2 separate regions of the Arabidopsis thaliana genome follow, and region 1 is linked to region 2. A link is a contact called in public capture Hi-C data. All regions are on one chromosome and are shown on one strand. The core of a region is the stretch at or near the end of the contact, and the rest is flanking DNA. Distances in the headings are between cores, read along the strand shown. Region 1 holds the start of AT1G35560 (TCP family transcription factor). Region 2 holds the start of AT1G35320.

Region 1 (6,240 bases), core at 2,322-4,821, 150 kb before region 2:
TGACCGTTAAGTCAACATTTCAAGTTTTCTAAGCTAGCTATTTTACACCTCCATTTCTCACCGAAGCAAACTCTATTTATGACATTCCAATACACCAGCATATAATGTTCTCGACGAGGATTCCATCATGTCCAAAAACTGGTTTTCTAATTAGTGCTTTCACCGGAAAATCTACCAGAAAAAGTGGCTGTTAACACATTTGAAAACGGAGTAAGATCGTCAACATTTTTTTTTTTTCTTTATAACTTGTGAATATATATTACCTCGAAACGAAAAAGTTATTTACAAAGTCAGAAGACAGACATGCCCAAACAAAATTTAAAAGCTAAATTTGAAATACATTTAACTGAAACAGAAAAATTAACTATGGAAGAACCATTGAGACAAGAGTCTCCCACAACATTTCATGCAAAGACGAGTTAGAAGATTGTCAATATTAGTCACATGCTATGAGAGAAGGAAAAACAAAGCATTGAAAAAGTATTCTAAAATTATCGGAGGAAGAAATATTGAAGTACGATGTTGTAGGTGATCGGGGGCAAATTGATCTTGGAATAAGTAAGCATAAAACAGTAGCAGAGGCTTGGGAAGGCTATAGACAAAGACGACACAGATCTACTCACCTTCAGGCCATAGAAACAGCTCTCTTACAACAAAGAAACGATAGAACAGAGGATGAGGACATTGTTCTTTGGAAAGGTAAAAATGACGTATATAAGCCACAGTTCTTGACTAAAGAGACCTTGAATCATATGCGGACCATATCCATGGACGTTGATTGGTATAAGGGTGTTTGGTTTGGTCATTCCACGCCAAAGTACTCTTTTTGTGTTTGGTTAGCAGTTCTTAACCGACTCTCAACAGGAGACAGAATGACTCATTGGAATGGAGGTCAGTCAGCCGCTTGTGTGCTATGTCACAACGCTCCCGAAACCCGGGATCATCTCTTCTTCTCCTGTGACTTTGCTTCGATAGTTTGGAGTAACTTAGCAAGAGGAATCTATGGAGACAGATTTTCTACACATTGGCAAGACCTGATACAAGCCATCTCCGGCTCTTGGATGACACCGCTTGACAGTTTCTTTGCGCGATATCTCTTTCAAGCCACGGTACACACCATTTGGCGCGAAAGGAACGGAAGGAATCATGGAGAGAAACCAAACTCAGCAGCTCTTTTAATCAAATGAATAGACAAACAAACTCGGAACCAGCTTTGTTCGATCAAAGCAAGTGGAGATAAGAGATATGACAAGGGCTTACAAGCTTGGTTTGCGATGAGAGAATGAGAAACAATTTTTAGATTGTATTCTAGTTTTTGCTCCAGTTTTTTCAACAAAATGTTGCACATAGATGTAAAAACGCTATTTTTTTTTTGGATTTAATTTAACATTACATTAAAAAAAAAAAAAAAAAAAGTACGATGTATATCACAAGATTATAGAAATACGAGATTCTATGTATCTAGGTGGTATCAAAGAGAAGTGAAAGGTTGAGGAAACTTTTTACAAGAAATGTAAAATGGGATGAGTGAAATTAAAGGGAATGAAAGAGAGTAGAATTGTTTTTTGGATGAGAACTCATGAGATCATACCTACACACAAGACCAACCCAAAGCTAAAACCTGTAAAGCATGGGCTTTTTAGGCAGTAGATGATTCTAAAACAATTTAAAAGCACCATTTTAGAGATATATATGGTCGAAGAGTGATTAACACTTTCACTCTCTCACCATTTTATTTTATTTTTAACGTCTTGCCTACACATTTAAAACATTAATTGGTTGATACTTTTATACTTTTTTAAGCAATTAAAATAATTTATTTAAAAATAAATGTATATAAAAAAATATTAATAGTTTATTTCTTAGATACTCAATGAGTCTCCATCCAATGAAGGTGCTCTAACAGAATCTTGAACAAGGCTACATACTATATGGTCTTGTAAATGAACATTTTCACTTTTTGGAGAGAACAGAGACAAGACAATGGACCGTGGGAGGATCCAGAGTTTCAGACCAAACATCACGTTTTTTTATCACTCGCTTCTTGTACTTCTTCAACTATCTCTGACTGTTTTACTGTTTTCTTTCACTGCTAATGCTTACACGTGCATCTGTCTCAACAATTATTTTTCAGGAAAATAAAAAATAAGAGAGATTATATATACAGTTCAAAATATAATTGCATATATATATATATATATATATATAAATTATATAAAATATACTGTTCAAATATAAAGTTTTTTTTATAGTGGTTTGGTTTCACTTTCATTGTTATCTATAATTTAGCTCACGGTGCGTACATGTAACTTACATTAAGAACAGCCAAAAAGCTCAAGCTCGTGTCCAAATTAAGATTCCGAATGGTATAGCTAGCAATATAATATATTATATGGTTTTGGATTGATAAAAACATAAAACCTAATAAAGGAATTTAATTGATATAAAAAATGAAACAATAATACAGTCTAAATATTCAATTATGAATTAAAATATTGCAATAAATCAGTTAATAGGCATTAATACTAATATGATTATACATACATGGTTAATCACTAAGAGCAACGTGAATATCAATAAACTAATTGATTTACTACGCTTGCATAATTATTTTCCTTAAAACTTTTTGATTTCGAATACTTTGTTAACACCCTGATACATGTGCATATAACATAGTAGGCTGAAATTGGACTATTCTTAGACAGTTTTCACATCTAGAATGAGATGTATAGGTTTCGTTGAGAAAAATTGTAGTTGAGATGATTAGTTATATATAACCTATGTCTGTGGGTGCTAATTTGGCAGATGGGAAAAGAATTGAAGCCTTTATATATAGTCTTCAATTATTAGTATCATCGTTAATAAAAACAGTGGTCCTTATCTCTCAACAAGTCTTTCATCAAATTCGGATAACAAAGACAAAATAGAGAATCAAAGAAAGAGACATTTGTGTTATTATCAGTAAATTATTAAAAAAATAAATAATATTAAAACACTATTATATTGGGTGTAAATTGGCTCTATGATTAGTGATTAGTTTTTTTCTTTTCCCCCATAGAACATTCAACGTTTCCCACCCATGCAAAATCCAACCTAAAAGCCAAACTTTATAAGGAAACCAACAAATAGATCCCTACAATCTAAAGATTGCAACAAAAATGCCCCAAAATTATAATCTTAGACAATCCACACCTTTTTCAATCATGTAAAACACTTCCAAACTTTTCATAGTCCATTGCTAAAAATAGTTTTAGTCTCACAAAGTTAGACCAAAATTCAATACATTCGGCGCATAATTATTTTTATACTACAATATAGTAAGTGTGATAATAACCAAACAAAAAAAGGTTAAGTGATCATTTGGTGTGGAAACAGCAAATATTGGTCTCTACTCTCTACTACAAAAACCTAGTGGGACTACAAATGAAAATAAAACACAAAAGAAAAAGAAAGTGAAAGTCTCTCTCTCTTTTCTACAAGCTGCTTCATCTTCTTCCTCTCACTCTCTCTTTCTCCAAACAAGTAAACAACAGTCAACACAAACTCATAGCCCCACCAGAAAAAAAAAATACTCCAAGAATTTATAGGTTATAAGTAAAAATTCAGTACAAGTTTGTTTGTTTGTTTATTCCATTTTCTTGTGTGTTTTTTTCCCCATAATTTATAAATTTTATAAGCAATATGGAGTCCCACAACAACAACCAGAGCAACAACAACACCACTGGTTCGGCCCATCTGGTCCCATCCATGGGACCAATCTCCGGTTCAGTCTCATTAACCACCACTGCTCCAAACTCCACTACCACCACCGTCACCGCCGCTAAAACACCCGCAAAACGACCGTCCAAGGACCGTCACATCAAAGTAGACGGACGTGGCCGGAGGATACGTATGCCGGCTATCTGCGCAGCACGTGTCTTCCAACTAACACGTGAGTTACAACACAAATCGGACGGCGAGACTATAGAGTGGCTGCTCCAACAAGCGGAGCCAGCTATCATCGCAGCCACCGGAACTGGAACCATACCGGCGAATATCTCTACTTTGAACATCTCTCTTCGAAGCAGTGGCTCTACTCTTTCAGCTCCACTGTCTAAATCTTTCCACATGGGAAGAGCGGCTCAAAACGCTGCCGTTTTTGGGTTCCAGCAACAGCTTTATCATCCTCATCATATCACGACAGATTCTTCTTCTTCTTCTCTTCCCAAAACATTCCGTGAAGAAGATCTTTTTAAAGATCCTAATTTTCTAGATCAAGAACCCGGTTCAAGATCACCTAAACCGGGATCCGAAGCTCCTGATCAAGATCCGGGTTCGACCCGGTCAAGAACACAAAATATGATACCGCCGATGTGGGCACTAGCGCCAACGCCAGCCTCCACAAACGGAGGTAGTGCTTTTTGGATGTTACCAGTCGGAGGAGGAGGAGGTCCGGCTAACGTTCAGGATCCATCACAGCACATGTGGGCGTTTAATCCGGGTCATTACCCGGGTCGAATCGGGTCGGTTCAGCTAGGGTCTATGTTAGTGGGAGGTCAACAGTTAGGGTTAGGTGTTGCAGAAAATAACAATTTGGGGCTATTTTCCGGCGGAGGAGGAGACGGTGGTCGGGTTGGTCTCGGAATGAGTCTTGAGCAAAAGCCTCAACATCAAGTGAGTGATCATGCTACTAGAGACCAAAATCCTACTATAGATGGTTCTCCTTGAAAGACTTCATGATTTCTTTGGTTTTTAAAAAGTGTGAATGTGTGATTTATTGCAACTTTTGTTGAGGACTCCAATGTTAATATGGGTTTTAGGGTTGGCTTTTCGGGATTGCCAAATTGTTATTTAAGAAAATGGATTTATTGTTTTGGTTGCATAATAATTAACGAGTTTTGCAACTCTTTTTATTCGATGCAAAAGCATGTCACTTAAAGGAAATATAGTTGAATCTCTATGTGTAACATAATGGACAAAAGAATAAATTAAATATTTATCAGAATGCCTTTTCTCTTTTGTTGAAGGGTATAATTGAATACACCTTCTTTGACCGCTCATATATTTCAAATATTTCGAATTGATTGCAGTTCGTAAAAAGCTAACGAATATAAATAAAAAATTATATGGTGTAGACTGTAGTGATAAACTTTATTGGGTGCATGAGCACCACATGTTTGGATACAAATGGGTTTTTAGATTTATATATTAATTCTCTTTTAAAATTCGTATTTTGTCTATCATACTTTTGTAGTATCTACCAAAAAATTGTCCACTTGTGGAGCAACATGGACACGTCAGAGAGAACTCCTATGCCACAGTAAATTCCAATGTGTTTGAAAAATAGGCTGGACGGGTAATCAGGCGAAATGCCGTTTTTAATGTGACTAGGGGTTAGCCCGGATATATATTTTGATAATTGATATTTTCAAGTTAGTTGATATAGTTTAAAAAAAATATTGGATTTGATTTCGGAAGTGTATATAATAGATGGTTTATTGGGATTTTTATATATTTACTATTTTTAATATATTTAAAATATATTAGAAATAATATGTTATCATGTCAAGAAGAAAGAATATGATTTATTTTACTTGTGATTTATATATCTATCATATATGGGATGTAGAAGCATGCTCCTAACTTAAGCTTTAGCAAGTTACATATTAACATAAGACTTGTTACATAATTCTGACCAATTACAATTGCTAGAATACGTGTATCAGTAATATTTTAGAAAACGTTAACATGCAAATATAAAAATATTACTTATCCTAACTTCTGTCTTTTATTAATTCGTGTATTGACTATTTCATATTTTTTATTTATCTTTCTCTCGTATTACCAATGTCAAAGCGGAGTATTTGGCAAGAAAAATTCGTGTCAAACCGCTACATATTACCTATATAAACAATTTTCCGCAATCTTGGTTCATCTGAACTCTAAATAATATCTGATGACAAAAAATAAAATCACTCTCAACATTCTCTTCGGGAAAAATGTCATGTAATCATTCAACTTTAAAAAAATGGCCATTTTATATAGGAATTTCATAGTAAGCTATTTTAAATATCAACTAAATGTTGACTGCCATATTAAACATGAAATTGCGTTGATCAGACCAATTTTGACATGACGTTAAAATGTGATTACGGAACCACTAAAAGCCGATATCAGTCGTTAACTATTCTGTAGTCATGTGTTTTGGTTATTTGTATTCTTTTTATTTTTTTTTGTCTTAGTTTTGTTGTGCGTTAACGA
Region 2 (6,221 bases), core at 2,706-5,205:
TAAGTCAAACCGTGTATCTCGGTTTAGCCTGTTAATGGGCCGAAATAAAGAGGTCGCCAGCCAACTTCGGCCGGAAAAAGGAGAGGTCGCCAGACGACCTCGACCCAAAGTAGGAAGATCGCCCAACCGACTTCCCGATTTGAAGAAAAAGAAGTTTTCCTTTCCGGTAAAGGAGAATCGCAAAAATAATGAAAAATAGAAGATTCAAGCTCCGAATAATTAGAAGTTTAACTTATCTTTAAACCCTCTTAATAATGTATAAATAGAGGGGTTTGTCCTCTATTATATTCAAGAATCAGCAACTTAATACTAAAAACCCTAGATTCCCTACATTGTTCTTGAGAAAAACCCAAACTTTGTTTCTAAACAATATTACTCTTCTTACGATCGAGTCTTTGATTAACCTAATAGCAAGAAAGTTTATTGAATTTGTTTTTCCATTTTAAACAAATTCATTGTGTGATTTTCGAAATCAACAATGATTCCATGCATTAAAAGCCAAAGTTGCCAAACCTTTGATTCATAAAGAAACTGTACAATATAGTTGACTATATCGGATAGGCACTCTTGTGCTATAGTTTCTACACACATTATACAAACCTACATATATATTTTTTCATGGTTAAGACACACCAATCGTTCTTATAATCTAACCTTGTCAGTAAGAAAACTTAATATAGTCAACACATTTAGATTAGACCATCTCTGCCTTAAGGCGATCAAATGACCCTTCACCAAACTCTTTTTCCTTGCCTTTTCCTGATTGAAGAGAGGTTGTTTGAAAAGAGAAAGAGAAAGAAAGAGAAATGTTCCGTCGATTATATCGGCGTCCATAAGGAAAACCTCTTCTCTCGCTTCCAACGCTACCACTCCTATAGCCTTCTCTTGAACTCCTAGCTTGTGGTAACGTCTTCATGTGGCTCAGTTGCCTTCGTACTTCTTCCGGTAACTGCAATGTGAATCTGTCAAGGTTTTCTACACGTGGTACTAGAGAATGTCCAGTCGAATGGGATCTTGGGAACAAAAGCTCCGTTATTCTCCAGTTTGATAACCCTGTAGACCTCGATCGAGGCGGTGTATTTGCCCCGGTGTTATTGCTCCATGACAATCTATCTAGCAAACGTACATCTGGAGACTCCAATACACTTCTTCGCGCGGTTACATTTTCAAGATCCATATCTTGATTATCATGTGGGCGTATAAATGGATACAAAGAGTTTTGATCGCTGCCTGGTTTGGGAGGGAGACTTGCACGGCAAACTGGACATGTGGACCGAGAAGACAGCCAGACATCAATGCAACTAGCATGAAATGCATGGCTACAAGGAGGCATTAAACGCAGCGTTTCCTCGTCCTCAAACTCATTCAGGCAGATCGCACATTCCACACCGCCTTTGCCTATCTTTAGCCCTTTAACTTGTGAGTAAAGAAAGGAAGGAAACGAATTTATCACATCCTTTCCAAGTCCACGGCTTGTTCTCCTTGTAAACGCTACTTCTCCATGACCTCCCTCTTCGGTATCAGAGCTGGTTCCATGAGGAGATGTGTTTGTGTATTTATAACAAACACAACAAGCCAACATGCTGAATAAGAGCGTGAACATAAGCATCGCAATGATTACTGCGGGTACTTGATTTGGTCTTTGGGCAATATACGGTGGAGCAGTGGTTCTAGGCTGATGCTGGCCACTGACTTGGAGAACAAGCAACAATAGGAAGATAACATGATGATGTAGCAAGATCGGACTCTTCCCGATTGTCATCATGTGAAGAAGCTTTTCTTTTTGGCTATGTTATAATTGTGGATCATCTCTTGAACTCCATGTTCCAGGGTAGGGAAGAAGTCCATGTTTCATATTATAAAAAATTATTTATTTCGGTGAAGTGCTTAACACGTTTGATTGTGACAGGGAGTAATAATTGTATAATCAAGTATGAATATTTCATTTTGTTTAGTCTTAATGATTGGTTCGGCTTTGTTCATCTAAAGTTTTGACTTTGAAGAGGTCGTAGGTTTTAAGTACAAACTCACTTTGCCTCACCCTCTTGAACTACCGTGTTGGTTAAACAACTGGACTATTATTTCTTAGTCGTCTGATGGTTAATTAAGTTGAAAAAGAGAGGTCAAACAAGAGAAAATAATGAAAAAGGATTCCTTTTATTATGATTATTCAGAAACACACTAAGAATATTGCCTTTATAATTTTATGAACAAATATAATAATTTTTTTTATCTAGTGAAAGTTTCTTGTATATCCTCTTACACTAGTGTTTTATATAAGAAAAGTAAGGTAGATTACAACTAGAAAAAGTTAGAGATAATCTTAATACAAAAGAGAAGAAAATATTGACAAAGAGTTGTATTAGTGCGCGAGAGACCATCAAATGTTCCGTTTGAATTTGGAGAATAAACATGGTTTTGATAAGGCAATATTGTGATATTTATGTATTTTCAACTGATTGGTCGAGTATAAACATGGTTTTAAACAGCTGGTATGGTTTCATTTTTGGAGAATAAACATGGTTTTAAACAGCTGGTATGGTTTCACCGACTGAGTCAGGGTCCTTCTGATCCAAAAAGCACGTCTATGGGGTTCCTTAATAACCGTTTCTAAGAGGCAATACGAAGAACCGGAGGAGATTGAAGAAGAGAGATAGTGTGATAAATCTTGGCAAAAAATCTTTCAACTGTCAATTTTTATCTTCTATCTCCAAAAAATGTAAATTAATCATATGAAATAAAAAATAATAATATATTTCGTTACCGTCAAAGTTTGTAAAGTTTTGATAAGTAATATGTTAACTCGAAGCCTTCGCGACAAGAAGTTAAACTACTTTTCAATTTTATTGTAGATGAGTGTGAAAACATTTACCTTAATATATATGTAAGAGTTATATTACGATGATTTTTTTACTTTGTAAGATTGATCTGCATTTTCTAGAGATGTGGAGTATAGTTACAAAAATTGACAAAGTTCAAAAGATTTTTTTTGCACAAAACTCTTATGCTGTTGAACAATGATGTTTTGTTAATCTATGTGTTTGAATTATAATTAGTGAACCTTTTGTGATTAATTTATCTTTGATATTGGTTTTTTTATTTTGATTGACTAAGAGGTTCTGGGTTTAGATCTGCACATCCTCTCAGGATAGGAAACAAATCATTTTATATGGGGTCCTTCCAAGTGCCACTCGAATTGGCGATCTCTATATTTTAACTAATAGTCTTTACTAGTTGAGCTATTAGTACGTTGTTTTGATTTTGGTTTTTGTAAATGGCTTGCTCCGGAATTTTCATTTTTCATTAAGCTTAATGCTAGTTTTAGCATATACATCTACGCCTAGAGTTTCGGAATTCTGGAAGCCTCATACGAAAATTGTTAATGAAAAATATGATCAGTGACCTATAAATGCGTTTAAATATTGGCTAACTTGAGTGAGAGAGATACCAAATTCTTTGCACTAGAGTCCATAGACATATAATAATTAAATGAAGAGAGAAACACACCACATATGAATCAATCAATCAAAGTGATGATGAATTGTGTAGGCAGCTTTTAGATTGATTGCATTCTAGTGAGTATATTATGAACTTCCTTTGTGTCATTCTCTTTTATGTAAGCTTGCCACTTTAATTAAAACTAGCACAATTGTGCCCTTATAAGATTAGGTAGAGAGATTATAAAGAAGACTTATTTTAAGGGTTTTCTGGAAAAAAACTATTGTAAGTCTTAAGGTTTTGCAAATTTACCATGCATCTTCGAATATACAGATCAATAATATGAAGTCATAGGCATTAAAAAAGAAAAAACATATTCAATGTTAAATACTTAAGTTTGTAGAACACTTTTTAATTTTCTAATGTCGATATATATATAGTGATAGCAAGGATGTCTTCGGATTATAAGAAGACGAGACAAAACTCCTGTCAAAATCTCATCACTAAAACTCGTCAATGGTTCAAGGGACTAGTTTATGTCGCAATTACAACATTGACTCAATTGAGACGTCTGGTGTTTCGATGATTCTCTACCAATCCTTTATTCGTTTGAAACTATTTTCAGACTTACTTTGGTGGCATCGGAAATATACATGGATAAAAGGACCAAACAGTCTTCCTAAGGAACATAGTGGAATCTTTCCGAGAACATACATATGATCCAGAATCATCTCCTACAACTTTGAATCCACATTTTCTACTTAAAGTAATGCCAAAGGCATTTTGGAGTTTCTGTTATAAGCTGATAGCCAATAAAAAGTGTGTGAAAGAGGGACATAACATATTATATATGCTAGCTAGCCTATAAGTTTAAAGATAGCATGGTTACTCTCTACTCTTTCATCGAAACTGTAACGATTTCATGTATTTGCGTAAAAGATTGTTGTGAGATGCTTATGTATTATGTAATCATTTTGTGATATCAATATATTGATTTGCCGAATTACAAAAAAAAACGAAATCTGAGATAATAAGTATTTTAAAACGAGGCTTATTTTAACTATTGTAAAAACGAAGACATATTACATTTGGTCAAAGCATACATCGTAGCAGACATCAATATCAAACTCATTTCTTTTAGATTCTCGCGTATAGCGTGGGTGATTATAATATACAAGAGATCACACTTTGTGTAAAATATATCACTTTGATCTGATCCACTACTTCAGCAAAAATATTATAATCTCTTGAGTCTTGACTATAAAATAGTATGCATGGATGAAGGCATAATATGTACTATATAAACTTAAAATTTTGATATATAATATATCAAATCAAAGCCTTCAAGATTATGAGTTCATCTAGGTCTTCAGAATTTTAAAAAACTTTTATATGTGATCGTGAAACGTTTACAATATATGTTCAGTTACAGCAATAGCCTATATTACTTATTATTTTATACTTTATACGATTATTTTTTATTTTTTGAAAGGTAGAATTGTAAAAATGGCGATTTGAAAGTTTTTTTTGCACAAAACCCTTATTTAATAGATTAATACATTGTATTTTAAACACTTACTCTTAGTTTAGATAAAACAATTCTCCACATAATTTTCGTTTTTTTCTTTATTTCTTAAAGATAGCATTTATGCCATGACTTAAACTTCATTTCGGCGGGTGTTGTAGGTATTGGGTATGATTTCGACAACATCACTCGTGTGGAGGACAATATGAATTCCCTTATAAATTTCGGTAGGGCAAGTGATGAAGGTACGTAATACTGATAATGTTCTTTGTCCCAAGTTTCAACTTTTGTTTTTAATTTCTTGATTATGCGTACAACCGAACCCATCAGAGCAACATATATAGCCTTAGGCTTTAAATTTGATGCAGAGGTATACACTTTATAGGAAAGTACCCCATCCCAAATGAGCCGCGTATTGATCCTTGCACCAACTTTAGTTTCTGTGAGACCCAAACCTCACTTAGGCCCGACAAAGGCCCAATTCCACTAGAAACAAAAACCTAATACATACATGTGTATATATAGTCTTCCTCATCAACCAAGCAGCAGCCATTTACATCTTCTTCATCACCATCTCTTCTTTATCTCTCATCTCAATCTCAGCCATCATTATCATCATCGTTGTGACATCGGAGTTGACGTCACGTTGTGGTCGTGATTGTTATACGTGGTTGGTTTCGTCGTCGTTCATCACCGGATTGTTAGGTAAGGAAAACCTATCATGGTTATGAACTATACTACTGAAATTGTTTCACTTAGCAAGTGGATTCATGGATCATAACTTCAATTATTGGGTTTTTGTGTAAATATGTGAAAGAAGAAAACAGTTCAAGTGGTGGAATTGGTGATCCGTTTCCCGTCACGTCTGAAGGATTTTGGGCGAGTTCTCAACGGTTCTGCGTAGATCTCGTTCCCAAGTTTTCAGAATAGTTTTCGGATCTAAAATCGGAGGTAAGATCGATCGGGAAATCGCGTTTAAAATTGGTGATTAGTCACAGTTTTCAGAACCATATTTTTCAAAGTATCTGAAACTTTGCAGTTTCAGGTAGAGGTTTTAAAGATCTATTTCCCGACGGATCTGAAAGAATCAGATCGTGAGTTTGGTGTCGTTGGAAAGATCTTGAGGAGAGAAAAAAGTAGCAAATTTCGTTTTCACGATCCAAGGTAAGATCCATTCGCAAAATGACTTACAAGTTAGTGAAAAATCACAGTTTCCCTGAACCCAGAAAAATACTAAGTGTCAGGAACATTGCAGTTT

Evidence for each region. Capture Hi-C pulls out chosen DNA fragments and counts their contacts.
Region 1: a capture Hi-C map of seedling shows a contact between it and region 2, with 2.2 times the contacts expected there. A contact is called at or near these places in 1 of 26 Hi-C or Micro-C datasets (root) and 1 of 3 other capture datasets (seedling).

The regions. Positions count from the first base shown.
Region 1 is chr1:13,114,566-13,120,805 of TAIR10.1, reverse strand. It overlaps AT1G35560 (TCP family transcription factor), which reads left to right and starts at 3,571. Exons shown (of 1, transcript NM_103253.2): 1 at 3,571-4,980. The coding sequence starts at 3,682. The coding sequence ends at 4,707. It also overlaps the pseudogene AT1G35570.
Region 2 is chr1:12,960,587-12,966,807 of TAIR10.1, reverse strand. It overlaps AT1G35320, which reads left to right and starts at 3,955. Exons shown (of 8, transcript NM_103229.6): 1 at 3,955-4,045; 2 at 5,125-5,208; 3 at 5,489-5,668; 4 at 5,781-5,914; 5 at 6,009-6,127; 6 at 6,219-6,221. The coding sequence starts at 3,955. The coding sequence ends at 5,893. AT1G35330 (RING/U-box superfamily protein) reads right to left here and starts at 1,822. Exons shown (of 2, transcript NM_103230.2): 1 at 844-1,822; 2 at 695-759. The coding sequence starts at 1,765. The coding sequence ends at 695.